Linked DNA regions of Arachis hypogaea: region 1 is linked to region 2. Evidence: chromatin contacts called from public Hi-C data. All regions are on one chromosome and are shown on one strand. Each heading gives the region's core, a stretch centred on a gene start, on an enhancer-like site or on the middle of the called end of the contact. The rest is flanking DNA. Distances are from core to core; before and after follow the strand shown. Region 1 holds the start of LOC112696637 (PAN domain-containing protein At5g03700). Region 2 holds the start of LOC112696636 (polyadenylation and cleavage factor homolog 4).

Region 1 (5,220 bases), core at 794-3,293, 870 kb after region 2:
CTTATGTGTTTAGTGGACTTATTTATGTCATCAACTATGCTACTTTACTTTTCATCAACACTCACATTAAATTTTCAGTATATGAAAATCCCAAAATCATACAATAACATCACACACGAAAGTCATACGATATATAAAATATTGAAAGTCATACAATAACTCGAGTGAGAAATTTGGCTGGAGCTCTATTGGGTGGTCGCACCTGCACTTGCACTACCACGTTGACGACATCTACTACGGTTATGGCCCTCGGCCTCGCATTGCTTACATCGCCTAGGACCACGCAACATCCGAGTATCCATCTCATTCAAGAAACGGGTCATCCTTGGCCGACCTTTGGATACCCATCTGAGGAATGGATTACCTACAAATCGAGGTCCATGATAAACAAGCGATGTTGTGGGATTCCCTAGTGGCCTAAACCCAGCCCTATAAACTCGTCGAACTTGGTCCATCTTGTAGACATCATGTACATACAGTTGCCAATCCAGCCGCTGGTTTGCACAACAAGCAAACACTTGTCAACACAGAAGCCGGTCAACTTAGAATTCACCACAGTCACACCGTTGTCGACGGAGGTCCACTACATACTCCACACTACTGGGTTTGATCGGACGATATGAAATAGGAACAATAAGTATTTTGTTAATTTTTCGGAGTTTGACCGGTTTTAACCGGTTCACTTTGGATTTTTCGAATTGAACTGGCAGGTCTGGTTTGGTTCACCGGTTTTCCAGTCGAACCGGCTGATCCGGTCTAGTTTTAATAACAATGACGGAAAATACTAAATTTCTCAGCATACATGTTTACTTGATAATTAAACGTTAAACAATTACTAATTATATGCCATATTTTGCCTATTTACCGTTGTCTTAAATATTTGTCCTAAACTCAAAACCTATGCACAAATCATAGTTTAACAAATATTAATTTAAAATGATGGCGTACCTGCATTTACATATTGAGGAAACTCTGGTGCATGCATAGCCTCCAAATCCAACGATCGCATGAAACTCGGCTCCACAAACGGCTGCTGGTTTGCTAGTGCATTTGCCACATCCGCCACATCTACCACCATAGCCTCGTCAGCTTGATCTTCGTCTACACCTAGATCAACGACCTCGTAGTTACTTTCGAACTCTTCCTCACTATTACTGTTGTAATATTCCAATTCAATATCTCGGTTTGTTGTAGATTGCTCGAACTCGATATACAGTTCAATGAACGATATTCATGACCGACTTTCAAGATACACTGAAAATATTTCTTGCATGCTTGCTTCATCGGTCACGTATTTCGTTTGGAATTGCACGAACTCACCAAAGACAAATATAGGATATCTGTACAAAATACACGACACTCTCCTAGATATTTGAGAATCCATCTTCTCACAAATCATACCTTTCAATTCTTCATAAGACAGTGTGAAAGGAATTATAATATCTAACGGATTTTCACACGCAAATTTCACTCCTTCAGATGTTTGTAACAATATTTGGCCATGATAATACACTTTTAATCTCACTCTATCATCCATGATAATGGAGATGCAGAGAAAGAGAGAGGAGAGCTTCGAAGATTTGGAGCACAAAAGAAGAAGAAGATGAAGTTGGCTGCTCAGCATTGGGTTAGGTTTAAACATATATTAAACTCAAATCGGACCATCCGACCGCTTTCATGGTCGTTCAAATTTTTTTAAACAATAAAATCGGACCGTCCGATTAGTGAACGGCCCGCGCAAAAGAAATGGCAATCCAGAAATCTTTGGTTCCAATTTCATGGCCTGCAAGATTTTTTTCAATCCTGCAAAGATATCGCTGAGTCCGATTTTCTTAGGTCAAAAAAAAAATTTGTACGTTAAGCATGAAATCGATGGATCCGATTTTCATACACTATCCTCCATAAACTACAAATCGAACGGTTCGATTTGTGTTCCCTTTCAGCTGCAATAAATCAGACCGTCTAATTACTTCCCTTCACCTGAACGCCGTCATACCAGTGTAAAACACTCTATAGTTTCATAACCTAGTATTACACCAAAGTTGGTGTCATATAAAAAAAAATTAGCCGCAACAAAAGTGTAAATAAGTAAGAAAAAGAAAAAGAAAAAAAAGCAGCGCATATGAAGATGAAAAAAATACGCACATAGTAGTTAGTTGGAACTTGGAATTAGTTAACTATTTTACTTAGTATTCTTATCAATAACATCTCTACTTTTTTTTTTTTTGGTGAGCGTCTGAATCTTTTAACTCTATTTTTCACAACAGTAGTTTTCTTAACTCTATAAATGGAAACTCTCGCACTGTGGAACTTCTTTCCCTGTGTAGTGATCATATTAATTCAACCATCATGTTTAGGCCTACTCACATGTCCCCGTTCCTACTCCTACTATTCCTCTCCCTCGCCACAGCGTTGACATGTTCCGCATCACCACAGATCCACATAGGCTTCTCCGCGTCACCACAATCCCAAACGGCGCTGTTCGAGTCCCTTTTCACCGACCCTACTGGCAATTTCTCTTTATGCTTCCTCCGCCGGAACCAAAACCACCTCGCACTCGCCGTCATCCATGTGGCATCCTCGCAGCCACTCTGGCTCGCCAACCCAACTCACTTGGCCTCATGGTCCCACACCACGCGCCTCTCCTTCAACGGCACTCTTCTCCTCTCCGACCCCAAAACAAACCTCCTCTGGTCAACCGAAACAAACGGCGGCGACACCCTTCTCTTACTTAACACCTCCAACCTTCAGATCCTAAACAAAGCCAAAGCCACTCCCATATGGCAAAGCTTCGATTTCCCCACAAATACTCTCGTTCAGGACCAGAACTTCACAACCGCCATGTCATTATCGTCGCAAAATGGTTTGTACTCGCTGCGGTTAGGCAACGACTTCATGGGGCTCTACGCTAACTACCCCGAAAATGACGCAAGTTCGTTGAGGCAGTTACTCTACTGGAAGCGCACCGCACTGGAGGCCAAAGCAGTTATAAAACAAGGACAGGGACCAATTTACGCACGTGTCAATAAAGAGGGGTATCTGGGCATGTACCAAACCAGCGCCAAGCCCATTGACGTTCAGAAGTTCGACAGCTTCCAACAAAATCCAACGGCATCGTCGTTTCTGTTCGTGCGGTTAGAACCCGATGGGAACCTCAAAGGGTATTATTGGAATTCCAACAAGTCCAGTTGGGTGCTCAACTACCAGGCCATAACGGAAACCTGCGAGCTTCCACTCCCCTGCGGTTCGTACGGTTTGTGTACTCCGGGCGGGTCTGGGTGCTCGTGTTTGGATAACCGAACCCGGTTCGAACCGGGTGTTGGATGCTTCGGTGGTAGCAACGGAAACTTGTGCTCGGAAAAGATTGGTGGAGACAGCTACTCAGTGATTCGAAGGACGGGGGTGGAGCCACCGCATAAGGAGCTGGATGGTCACGTGACGACGCCGTCTTCGGCGGAGTGTGAAGGGTTGTGCGAGAGAAACTGTAGCTGTTGGGGTGCGATGTACAACAACGTAAGCGGGTTTTGTTACATAATGGACTACCCGATTGGGACGATGACGGGTTCCGGGGAAGACTACAAGGTTGGGTATTTTAAGGTGAGGAAAAGTGAGAGTGGGAAGAATCGGGTTGGGGTTCGGGTTGGGGTGGTGGTTGGGGTTATGGTTGGGATTGTCTTTATTGGGGCTGGGGTGTGGATGATGAGAATGCGGTGGAGAAGGAAAGGGGTCAATGGGATGTTGGGCGAAGAAAACGGGTCTTCACCCGGCCCGTATAGGAATCTTGGATCCGACAGTTTTAAATCCATTGAGATGAGCGGTCAAAGATGATGATGATGATGACGAATGGGATGACGATTCTTGATTCATGTTATTGGCTTTATGAATAAAGTAGTATCCAATGAAAATGATGAGGAGGTTGGACGGTGGTGGGGGAAAGGGGTCCATCCTAACGATCATAATATAATAGGGGTATAAATCATAATGCAATATTGCAATTAATGGGATGGGGAGTTTTCATGGAGAGCACACATGAATAATTAACTGTGTGAAAGTGTGAATGTGATATGTGACCACCTCCTTTTTTAACATTGACCAAATTGGAGCAGTGGTGGTCGGTGGATTTTCGGTGAAAAATTAAGGCTAACTTGAATATTCATTTTGGAGTAGCAACGACGAGGAGTAAAAAAAGCATGGAAATATCAATCCACGTCAGGGAGTAGCTCAACTGGAATTTGTTTAATTGAGTCATCCCATAAATACAAATATGAATTCTTTTCAATGCAGCCACTTCGCTCCAATCTCCATCACGTTGAACATGCCTTGCACAGTTGCACTGTTGCCCACAGCAAAAAATAGCCTGTTTGTTTTATTTTTTAACCGGTGTCCGTCCCAGGTTATGCATCTTGTATTATCACTTTCATTCCTTGCATTGATAGCACTTAATGCTAATAAATTCTTTTTAAGTACATTATAATTTATCGCGCTCCGACGAAAGAGACCATAATATTTTAGGAGACAAAAAAAAATCAAAACAACTTAAATTTATCTTAATATTTATTAATCATTGTTATAATTTAAATAAGATAAATTTAGATTTTATTTTCTTTTTTAAACATTACCGTAAGAAAAAAACAAATAACATTTGTAGCCCTCTTTCTATCATTTTCTTTCGTGCCATGTTTCGCTCTGATTGTTATTCTTTAATTTTTTGGTGCGGCTTTTATTATTTTTTTTAATCAACACTGTTTTTAAACAGATTTTTTATATTTTTCAGTCAGAAAACACGTGTAAGTACTAAGTAGCCCTTGCTTTTGGGGTCGATAGACACAGAATATAATTTTGTATTCATAAAAAAATTTGATTATACAACTTTAGAAAATTTCAATTATTTTATATTTTTCTTTTCAGTATTCAAAAAGAAACCTACATATGTTTTTTCCATGATATGGGCTACAGATCCGGCCCACACCAAGAGAAGGAAACCAGATACAACCCACCACATTACTTCTCAAGTTCTCATTGATACAACTACCTGAATAAATGAAACTCATAACTCTTCCTCACTACACTCATTTTTTTAGGCTGGTAATGGAACTAACATGTTTTTTTTGTCATAGTGAGAGGGTAGCAAGAACGTAAATGTGGTATATGCTTCGTACATAGGATCGAATCAATCTCCGCAACATTACCTTTAGACTTTACTGCTTGAGCTTATAATTG
Region 2 (4,880 bases), core at 776-3,275:
AAAGGAGTAACGGGCAAGTACCTAGTTAAAAATAGGTTGTAAAATTAGAAAAAATATCTCAGCAAAAATACAAAGAGAATAACAGTTACCAGTAGAACAAGCAGAATATTCATATTTAATGAAATGCAAGAATTCTAACTATCTTTTTCGATGTGACCTACATAGTGTAAAACCTCATAACCTCAGAATTTGGACTATTCATTGTAGATCATATAATAAACAAAGTGATAAGTAGTTTCTAGATAAAGGCATTAAAGGTCAACAAAAATGAAAACAGAACAGATATCTGACCTCAGGTAGTCTGGCAGCAAAGTATTTTATATAATCCCGCCCAATATTCTTAACAATACTGTCCAAGAGATAAAGAGATGGAAGCTTTTGTTCATTTGGAACCTGGATAGTCATTAACACAAATTTGAATCGTTAAAGCGATGAGACAGCTTTTCTACTGTGGAAAAAATTAATAAGCAAAGAAACAGATACAACACTGCCAAGCCATATCTAAACAAGGGTAACAACTAAAGCCTAAAAAGTATGAGCAAATTTCATTGAAACCAGACTTCAGAGCACTGATTATAATAGGAAACAGTAGTGTTCATTTCCTTTGCCATATCCAACAACAAATAAAAAAGAAATGAAAATTTTCAAAGTTTGTAAACCCCCTGTTTTATACAAAGTGATGAAAAGAGAATCAGGAAAAATGTAGAGCACTACTTTTTAATGATACTCCTACAAAACTGCCATCACCAAGCAAAGGATAATTCTTAGTTTTTCTTTTTACCTCTTGATTGAAAAACTATAGATCTTTATTCTCTGAAAACCTTAACAATTAACAAATGAAACTTGATTGAATTGGGTTAAGCATAAATGCTTTAAAAAAAAAAAAAAAAAAAACTACCAGAAAAACATCTCTTTTTCTCATCTACTCCCAGGACTGCAACTCTTCCCATTCATTACTTGCATCTTAGATTCTTACCAACTCAATTCAATCCAAAGAATTAAAAATGGCACAATACATGAAAACAGATTGTGAAAAAAACAGCATAAACAAGCGCACAGTGCAAACTTTAAAGGTTCACCTCTAGAATGTTGGTACAAACGGTGCCAGCAATGGCCTTCGCAGCAGAAAGGTTCTCTCCTGCAATGATGGTCAAGTTCGTAATTATTGGCTTCGAGTTGAAAGTGAGCTCAGCTAGCGCGGCCTTGTACTGAGATACAAGCTCCTGGTGCGGTGGCGGTTGCGGGTGGTACCTGTCGCTGCTTTCGGAGTCCCTGTCGCTGTTAGTTCGGAACCTCGCGGTGGCGGAAGTCAACGGTGTAACCGCAGAGGACGGCGGTTGCCGCGGCTGAGAAAACGGTCGGGAAATGGGGTTGGAACTGCTGTCGAGCTCGTCGATCAATCGGGGCTTCTTGGCGCCCGGCTCTCTCGATCTATCGAACGATCTACGCGTGCTCTCCATGTTCATGTATTAATTAAAAAAAATACGTATATATATGAAACGAATGTAAAAACCCTAATGTAGTTTCAATTAAGCGAGGAGCTTGCGGGAACAAGATTCAATTGATTTACCGAACGAAATAGCGTCCGGTAATTGGTTCCCGCGCAGATTTTATTGCCAGGTGGAGAAAAAGAATGAAAAACAGAAGAAAACTGAAAGAGGGAAAAGACAAAATCTACCGGGGGGATTGGGTTAAACCCTAATCTCCAAATCCAGACAAAAAGGAGGGATAAAAAGAAGGGGGTTGAACGTTATATGAAGGACGCGATTAGCATCAAGAGTGAAGAAACTCATCGGTAGTAACTCCAGGTTAGTGAACTGAACTATCAGTGTGACCTTTCCTCAATCTCAATTCGAACTGTTTCTTTCTTTCTTCTTTTTTTTTTCTTTTTTCCTTCCTTCTTTTTTTCACTTTCTTTCGTTGATCAGAGTATTGATTTAGTCATTCAATTCAATTCAGATGCTCCCCTTTTTTTATACATAGTAGATCTGATCTCAGACATTCTTGAAATTATAATTCCGACATTAATTGAATATTTGCCATAAGAGATTTTTTTTTATACTATCTCTGTTTGTTAATAAATTTATGAGTAAATAACTATTTTTTATCATAAAAAATTTAGATATTGATAAAATTGATCACAAACTATTAAATTAATATTATACTAATAAAAAATAAATTTTATTTGACAAAAATATTTAAATGTTAGATTTTTATTGACTCACTAAAAAAAATATATATTTAATTTTTCAAATGTTCCTTCTATTTTTAACCACTTAAACATTTAACTAAATTACATTAACTATAATAAAAGATAAGCATTTGTTTTAAAATAAAAATAAGCACATCAAAATCAGAGTAACAAATATTGAAGAATCAAGTAGATTAAGGGTTTGTTTAAGTGAACTTTTAAAAAAAAAATTGAATTATCTTTTTTAAAAGATTTTATAAAAAAATAAAAGTAATTTTATGTTTTAATATCTTATGCAAAAAGATTTTTTTAATTTATCAATTATGTTTGGGTATAATAATATAAAAATATTTTTTTGTTTATTTATTATGTGAAAAAATATTTTTTTAAAGAAAAAGATCTTTTAAAAAGATATAAATTGTACCTTCTCAAAAAAAAATATTTTTTATTTTTCTAGTGCTTTTATTTTTATTACTAAAAATTTACCAAACACGCTAAAAAATAAAAAAATCTTCTTTATTGAAAAAAGATCATTTTTATTAATCTAATGGCGCCCAAACAAACACTAAAAGAAATTTTTAAAAACAAAAAATTGAACCAGCATTAATAATTGAGCACCAAATATGGTATTATAATTACCTAATTCTTCTCTGAAAGAATAAAGGAAGAAGAAAGTGAATAAAAAGATGAGATAACTATCAAATTAGTATTGGAAAAATTTAAACGTTGACAAAATAATACTTAAAAGACATTATTAACAAAAAGATCCCTAAATAATTTTAGAATCCGACAAAAATAACTAAACGTTAACTATCTCCGTTTCTGTTAACGAAAAATGCTGAGGTAATAAATTTCAATGATAAAATGGAAAACTCACAAAGCTATATAATTATGAGGTACTTTTATTTATTATTAAAATTTAATATTTAGAAAAACTAAAATCTCTAAATAAAAAAATTCCTAAATCATTAACCCTAACATTTAGATAAACTCATCGTGCTGCAAAATCTATATCTCATAGCTTCTTCTTCTCCCCTTCACATATGATGGCGGTGGCGCAATAGAGTTCCAGGAGAAATGGTAGTCGTAGCAGCTATAACACCCTACCATTCATTGCCTTATAAGTCATAATTCTATTATGGTTTAGTTCTACAACTCAAGCTGTGATATAAATACTTATGTATAAAAAGGAATATTATACTAGAAGTCTGTGAAAAGATTTAAAACTTCAAGGAATAAGACAATTCGCCAATCATTCACACTTGATGGTAAACATAAGCACGTCAGAAAACATAGATAATTAAAAGCTCGAAGGAAGGATAAGAGTAAAGAGACACACACATATATATATATATATAAGTATCTACTAGTCTCAGCCCGCAAAGATTAGGCCGGCTAGAGTTACAACAGTAAAATAGTTTGATAGACACGACTTATCTCTCCAAATTACATCAAAAGCCTCTAAAGGCAAGTTCTTAGAACAAGCTCATAATATAAATTTTTCAAAAAGAAGGAGAGAGTCTAAAATCAAAGTGGAATACAACAACAACAACAACAACAAAGTCTTGTCCCACTAGGTGGGGTCAAAAAGCAAAGTGGAATAAAAGGTCTTTTTCGCTGTCCTTCCAGATAAACCTCCCGTTCACTGAGAAGCGTCAGGACCTGCATCTGAAAAGTAATGATTCCCAAAATAGGTGAGAACATCATCCCTTACGGGATTCTCAACAGGGTTCAAGCCAAGGGTTCTTTCTAATCCGAACAAGGTAAATAAACTAAGTCTCAAATATATTAGTAACCTCTCAATCTCAGTTCTTCCTAATACAAGCCATCATCTCTCTCATTATCATAGTTTTTGAATTTCAATAATTCAATATCAAAACTTAGTTTCAATGTTATCAATTTATTCTCACTTTTTCCTCAAACTTCAATCACCACATCTCATCAGAAACAACGCTCAGCATTACCACCACCAGCATAAAGGATCTCAAAAGGCAAGCCAAATACAAAATACACACCCAAATAATACACTCAAATACAAATTATGTATGCATGTCCTAATAAGAATAAGCAACAAAGTCCTAAAACTAACAAAAACTAACAAACAAACAAAAAGAAAATATTTACAATAACCAATAATAAGGCACACGTTTGTAATTTTCCGGCAACGGCGCCAAAAATTGATGGGGGAAAGATCGTCGGAAAAGATTTTCACTAAAATAGTAACGTTGCAAGTATAGTTCTAAAGCGACAATTCAACCCCAATCAAATTTAATATGTTTGTTACTAAAACAAACCCAATAAAATTAACCGAAGTATTAAACCTCGAGTCGTCTCTCAAGGAATTGCAGGGAAGTGTATTTATAATTGGTTATGAAAAAAAGTATATTTTTGGGTTTTTTTAAAATAAGGAACAAGAAAATATAAATTGCAAGAAGAATAAACTAATAATTAAGTAAGCTTTTAGCAAGAAAAGAGAATTAGAAGTCCTATTCTAATTATCATTATCAATTGTGATGGTAATTGCCTTTTTACTTTCACTTAGTTGACCTCTAACAATGAAGGTAAGTCAAGTGAGAAAAATCAACTTAGGTTCACAAGTCCTAATCAAAGACTAGATTTAGTGAAGTCTAAGATAACTAGCAAGTCTCAATTACCAAACAACAAAAGACTTTTGATAACTCAAGAGTCT

Evidence for each region. A called contact is a pair of places that touch in the nucleus more often than the background predicts.
Region 1: a contact with region 2 is called in a Hi-C map of leaf, with 2.5 times the contacts expected there. The contact joins the promoter of LOC112696637 here to the promoter of LOC112696636 in region 2. A contact is called at or near these places in 2 of 8 Hi-C or Micro-C datasets (both in leaf).

The regions. Positions count from the first base shown.
Region 1 is chr6:61,465,483-61,470,702 of arahy.Tifrunner.gnm2.J5K5, forward strand. It overlaps LOC112696637 (PAN domain-containing protein At5g03700), which reads left to right and starts at 2,044. Exons shown (of 1, transcript XM_025749464.3): 1 at 2,044-4,466. The coding sequence starts at 2,350. The coding sequence ends at 3,828.
Region 2 is chr6:60,597,112-60,601,991 of arahy.Tifrunner.gnm2.J5K5, forward strand. It overlaps LOC112696636 (polyadenylation and cleavage factor homolog 4), which reads right to left and starts at 2,026. Exons shown (of 7, transcript XM_072197024.1): 1 at 1,080-2,026; 2 at 292-393; 3 at 1-21.